2 separate regions of the Sus scrofa genome follow, and region 1 is linked to region 2. A link is a contact called in public Hi-C data. All regions are on one chromosome and are shown on one strand. The core of a region is the stretch at or near the end of the contact, and the rest is flanking DNA. Distances in the headings are between cores, read along the strand shown.

Region 1 (2,873 bases), core at 334-2,833, 300 kb after region 2:
AAAGGGAGCCTTCTGACCTCATCCTGACAGAGCAGGTATCAACCTGCCCCCATCCCACTCCATCTCAGGAAGCTGCCACCCCCCACCCCCACCCCTCTACCAGGTACTACGTCTTCACCCACTTTCTGCTGCCTCAGGGGCAATGCCAGGCTTGCCCAGGAGGATCAGTGTCCATCGGGCTAGGTTCCAGTCCTCACTCGGCCACTGGCCAGCTGTGTGGCTCTAGGCAGTTTGATAGATTTCTCTGAACCCCATCTGTAAACCAAGGGTCTTAAAGCAGCTTGGTGCTGGGTGGGGCACATACAGGTCCCCCAGCCCCTGGCATTATTGCCAGAGTGGAGACTGGTGTGTTTAAGGGGGAATCAGGAGCTTGCTGAGTGACCACACCTGGTACCTTGGCTTCCTGCATGGACCGGAGGGAAGCTCCAGGAACTCAGAGAGGTGATGTGAACTTCCCCCTGCCCACGGGCGCTCCCGAGCCCTGCAGTGCTGACCGGGCAGGGCCTGGGGCTGGCAGGGCTGTCCTCTGCATGCCCAGGCAGGCTCCCAGTGGCCCAGCTGTGTGGCCACATTCCCAGGTGGGAATGTGGGGGATGGACAAGAATGACACACTTCCCTCCAGCTGGGTAGCTCTTGCAGGTCAGGACTAGGACCATCCCCTGGGTCTGGGGTCACCCTCTGCTCCTCTTTCCCTGGACGGGCTGACCCTGCTGTGTAGCCTTTCAAAAGTGCCTGCCCCTCTCTGAGCTGGAACACAAGTGCTTTCTTAAAAAGTGTCTCCCCTGGCCCCAGCTCTCCTTTCCAAGTTACAAAACCCACATCTAAAGGTCACATTCAGGGGACCCACATGGGTCCTGAGGACCCCTATGCTATCCCCTTAAGCCTGTCAGATGGGGACAAAGAGACTGGTCCAGGAGGCCCCCTCAACTCCAACTTCCCCTTAGTGCCCCACCTCCCAGGTGTAAGAAGTCGGGAAATTCCTGCGGGGGCCACACCCTTCTCAAAAAACACAGGCCCGCCCCCTTCCCCTCCCCGAGGTGAAGTGGCCCCAAAAGCAGAAGTGCGGGAGGGGGGTAAGAAGGGGTTCCTGGGGTCTCCTCAGACCTTCAGGGCACTCGCAGGCCTTGAAGCGCTGGAGGGGCCCAAGGCTGGGGGTTGAGAGGGGTGGATGGGGGGCTTCCGACGGAGGAGGGCTAGGGGAGCAGGGCTGGAGCAGGGCTTCGACCCAACCACTCCTAGAAGTTGCGGGGTGCCAGAGCACAGAGTTCACTGCTCTCCCAGAGTTGAGGGAGCCTCGGGGGCACCTCCAGATGTTAAGGAGGAGGAGAGCCACCCCAAATGCTGGGGAGTCCGGCAGAGTGCCTGCCCTGCAGCCGTGGAAGGGGCGACGGCCTGGGCTGGCGGGGCGGGGGGGCTCCCCTCACTCACCCGGTTCTTGACCTCGGCCGAGAGCCCGTACGAGGGCCCCTTGTTGAACTGCGTGGAGCTCATTGCTGGCGGGTACGGCGGCCGCGGGACGGGACGGACGGACCGACGGGCAGGCGGGCGCGCCGGCGGGGTACGCGGGCCGCGCGCCCCGCCCCCGCCGCTGATTGGCGCGGGCGCACATGTCCTTATAAGGCCGCGCGGCTTAGGATTCCAGCGGCCGCCTGCTTCCTGAGCCCCTCGAGCGCCGACCCCCCGCCCCGCAGCTAGACCCCATCACGAGCGGCCTCGCTCCTCCTCTGAATCCCAGGGAAACTGAGGCAGGAAGGGACAGGGGCCCCGCAATGCCGAGGCCTGGCACTCCTGCCCTCCCCCTGCGGGGAGCCACTAGACGGCTCTCACCCTTTACCCTTTCGCATGATGATGGGAGGAGATGGGAAGTGGTTGGGGGGGACCCTAATTCCCTTGGAACACCAGTGAAGACCGCCTCTCTGCCATTTAGAGGCGCCTCCCAGGCTAGGTCCCCTTCTGGGAACTGTTGTGGCTGGAAGGTAAGCAAGGGAACTACCACAGGCTCTTCAGAGGAGGCTCTTCACCAGCCATTGGTGCTGGGGCTTTGGTGGATGAGTAGGAGTCTGCCAGTCCCAAAGGGATTAGTGTTCCTCCTGGCAGAACAAAAAGTGCAAAGACCTAAAGGGGACGTCAGTGGTTGAAAGAATGTAGAGACCAATCAGATAGGTTGAGGAAGGAGGCGGTGAGAAGGAGCTTTCAATTGTGAGCTGAGGGAAGATGAGGAATGGGGATGGGGTGGAAGAGCAGAGAGTGGCAGTCAGGAGATGTCTTGAGGGTAGGGCTGAGGCTGCCAAGGGAACCAGGCCAGGCATATACCTGGCACTCCATAGTTGCTGCCTGCTTGTACAGATCAGTCAATACATTGATAATGGAATAAACGAATTAACTTCTTCAGTAACCCACTCATTTGCACACCTATTCATTCATTCATTTATTTATTCATCCAATCATTCATCAAAAGCTCCCTGACAGGGCCTCTGGGGCAGTCCCTTGCTAGGTGATAGTGGCTTCCAGGAGACCTTGGCTCAGCCCCTGTCCCTCCCTGGGAAGACAGACCCAGGCATAGACATAACTGCATGTGACTTGGGGTGGAGGAACCTGTGGAGGAAGTGGGTGCCCTCTGGTGGGGTGAAGGAAAGAGGCATGTAAGAGAGGACGTGGGAGGTGGGGTTTTAAAGCATGAGCAGGAGTCTGACACATTTGACAAATGGCTGGTTGGGCTCTGTGAAGGCCTAGAGATGATTCACCCTGCCCTTCCCTGGAAGCACTGCTCCCAGGCGCCCCACTCCCTGGATGTCTATTTGCTCTTTGCCTGTCAGTCTCCCATTCCATCTATGTGATGACTCCTTTCTTTAGGGTTCAAGTCCTAGCCAGGT
Region 2 (3,056 bases), core at 378-2,877:
CCCCCTGCCTGGTACACCCTCCCTCTCACCCTCCATCTATATAAATTCCACTTAACAAACATTCAGTGAAGAGTGATTTTTCAGAATATGAACCAGATCGTTAAAACCCCACGGCCCACAGAAGAAAAGCCATATTCCACACCCTCCCCTTTCCTCAGGTATGTCAGTGTCACCCCTGCTTCAGGGCACTTGCTGAGGTTACCTCTGCCTGGAGCACCCTGGCCACACATGCATGTGGCTGACCCTTCTCATGGGCCAGGTTTTGCCTCAAATGCCTGGATAATACAAGCCCCCCAGGCCCTCTTGATCCTGTCACCCTGTTCTATCTCCATTCACATGTTCATGTGTGGTGCAGCCTCCCCCTTGATGCTAGGGCTCCCTGTGTCCCCCAGTCTCTGTCTTAGCCTTGGTCAAGTGAAGGAACCCAGTGCCACCAGCGAGGCTCCAGGTCCCGGGCTGGGAGTTCTGGGGTTTCAGAGACTGGGCACTGAAGCCAGGTTACCTGCGCAGCCCCAGACTCTTGTGCGGAGCTGGACCTCTCTGAGCTCAGCTTCCCCACCTGAAAATTTCGGGCTCTGGATAAGCTCACGGCACAGTAAATGCCCTTCACCTCTGAGGTGAGGGAATTCTAGTCTCTGGAATCAGACATTCTTAGGAAGAGGCCGCTGGTGAGGACTCAGTAGACTGGCCAGTTGGCCTAGGAAAGAGAAATACCCTCTTTGTTGTTACTAACATCTTACAAAAAATTGGCTTTTCCTTAAATTCTGAGTGTAGTCGACAAACCACAGCAGCATTAGTGGGATCGAGGCTGGTTTGATGCCGAAATGAGGGTGGTTTCCTAACTGTGAAATAGAGGCTGCAGCCATCTTCGTGTAAAGGAACCTGCCCACTCCTTAATCCTTCAAAATCGTGGCAGTAGGCACACAGCCGCTAGAATTCGGCCTTCAAGGCAGTATCCTGACAACTGTCTCCTAGTATAACTGCTTTCCTCTGCAACCCTGGGGATTCCTTCCTATGCATTTACTCTCTAATTGGAGGAGGAAAAGGTCCCAAAGCAGCCCGGGTCAGGACGCCTGCTCTGCGGGTGACCGTCCCCTTCCTGGAGTGGCAGGGTGCCCTGGGATCGCGCCTCTGCCTGGCCGGGCCGGGTGACCTCCAGCGTTCGCGGCTCCTCTCTGGGCCCCAGTTCCCTCGCCTATCGCGGCTGCACACCCCGCGCCGCCTCTTCCCGGGATCTTCAAGGGCAGCATCCCAGGCCTCAGTTCCCTCGTCTGCCGAGGCTGCACAGCCCGCGCCCCCTCTTCCCGGGATCTTCAAGGGCAGCATCCCGGGCGGAGCCTGGACCCCTTTAGTCCTTACCCTGGCGCTCTCCCGAGGCTGAGAGTTTATGTCACCCCCGGCCTCCACATCCCCGAGGAGAAGGCTCCCCGAGCGAGCCGCCACCCCGACCCCGCCGCCCGGACCAGCTCACCCGCCAGCGCCGCCATCTCGGCCTCGGCCTTCAGACAACCTCTACGGTCCGTCCGCTGTAGCGCTCCGGGTATCCGGGGCCGTTGCCCAAAGCGGCTCGGCCGATGCGCAGAAACCGGAACCTGTGTGGAGACGTTCCGCATCCGTGCACCCCCCCACGCGTCCCGGGACACCCCACGCAGGATAAAAAAACAGAGATGCGGCGGGGAGCATCTCGGAAAAATTCAGGAGCTTAGCCAACTTTCTTACTCGGGAGGCAAAACAAAACGAAAACCGTCCCTGGGTGGGCTCGAACCACCAACCTTTCGGTTAACAGCCGAACGCGCTAACCGATTGCGCCACAGAGACGGCGCTGCGAATAGTTTCTAGGTGCAACCCTACGAGGCATGCGCGTCCCGCTTTGGCAGCTCGAGCGACAGCCAAAAGCGGCACGGGGCGGAGTTGAGGCGGAGGCGACCCCTGCCGCCCAGCCGAAATAGCTCAGTTGGGAGAGCGTTAGACTGAAGATCTAAAGGTCCCTGGTTCGATCCCGGGTTTCGGCAGGTGTTTTGGCACCCGCCTCCCCGCCCCCCAACGAGCCTCGTTGTTGATCCAGCTGCCCTCAGCTCTCCCTTACCCAGAAAGGGTCGATTTTGACTTTTCCTTCTCAGAATATTCTCCACTCTGTAGATGAGGAGCTCAGCTGCTGGTTTATGCCAACGCAGGAGAACTTAACAGCACAAGGTCTCAAACTGTAACCCCCGCCCAAAAAAAACTATGATTCCAGCCCGAATGCCCCCCGCCTCCGTCCCGTTTCACCACCCCAATTTCCAATACTTTTTAAGTGGTAGGACTAGAACCCATGCTTACTGTAAAAACGAACATTATTGCACACCTAAATTGGCAAAACGGAGTCTGCAAAAACACCGGCCCCTTGGAGGTCGTTTAATTGGGACAGTCCTGCTGGGGACCTGTTCTGTCCGTTTTACCTGTGGGGAAACAGGATCGAACTGGTGAACGCGGGTGATGATAGCAAAGCTGTCTCTGGGCCAGGTGCGCAGGGATGCTGAGCCAAGCCCTGCGCCCGAGGTCCTGAAAAGAGGAGATGGGGTGCCGGGAGGTGTCACCGTCCCCATGACAATCACAGGAGAAAAGAACAGGGCACAACCCGACTCCCCTCACAGTTCCCTTAACTGGCCATACTGTGGAGCTGGACTTTTTTTTTTAATTACATAAACTTTGTAGTTTAGAATAGCTTGATTCAGAGAGAAGTTGCAAACATAGTATGGGGCGGTTCCTCTATTCCACACCCAGCCTCCCCTACTGTTAACTTCTTACACTGATGTCAATTCATGACCAATGCGGATCTATCTTAAAGGACAACTCAAGTTAGGCCCCTCTATTCAGGTTCCTGTTTTCCACTAAGGTCCTTGCCCTGCAAGCCCCTGGGAGCCGTCCCGAGGCCCGCACCCCGACCCTCACCCCCACCCCACCAGCCTGCAGATGCCACAGCCCCGATCCACACGCCACTGCAGTCCTTAAGAGACAGCAAAGCAGCCTAGCTGTCCTTGAATTCCCCCAGGTTTCCAGCCTCCAGGGGCCGGGCT

What was found. Hi-C and Micro-C count contacts between places; a contact is called where the count stands out from the background.
Region 1: a contact with region 2 is called in a Hi-C map of liver, with 2.1 times the contacts expected there. The contact joins the promoter of CNN2 here to the promoter of NDUFS7 in region 2. A contact is called at or near these places in 1 of 5 promoter capture datasets (fetal liver) and 2 of 47 Hi-C or Micro-C datasets (liver and subcutaneous adipose tissue).

What each region holds. Positions count from the first base shown.
Region 1 is chr2:77,384,011-77,386,883 of Sscrofa11.1, forward strand. It overlaps CNN2 (calponin-2), which reads right to left and starts at 1,584. Exons shown (of 8, transcript XM_003353959.3): 1 at 1,429-1,584. The coding sequence starts at 1,491.
Region 2 is chr2:77,085,514-77,088,569 of Sscrofa11.1, forward strand. NDUFS7 (NADH dehydrogenase [ubiquinone] iron-sulfur protein 7, mitochondrial) reads right to left here and starts at 1,628. Exons shown (of 8, transcript XM_005661401.3): 1 at 1,472-1,628. The coding sequence starts at 1,613. It overlaps TRNAN-GUU (a tRNA gene), which reads right to left and starts at 1,818; the gene lies at 1,745-1,818. It overlaps TRNAF-GAA (a tRNA gene), which reads left to right and starts at 1,940; the gene lies at 1,940-2,012.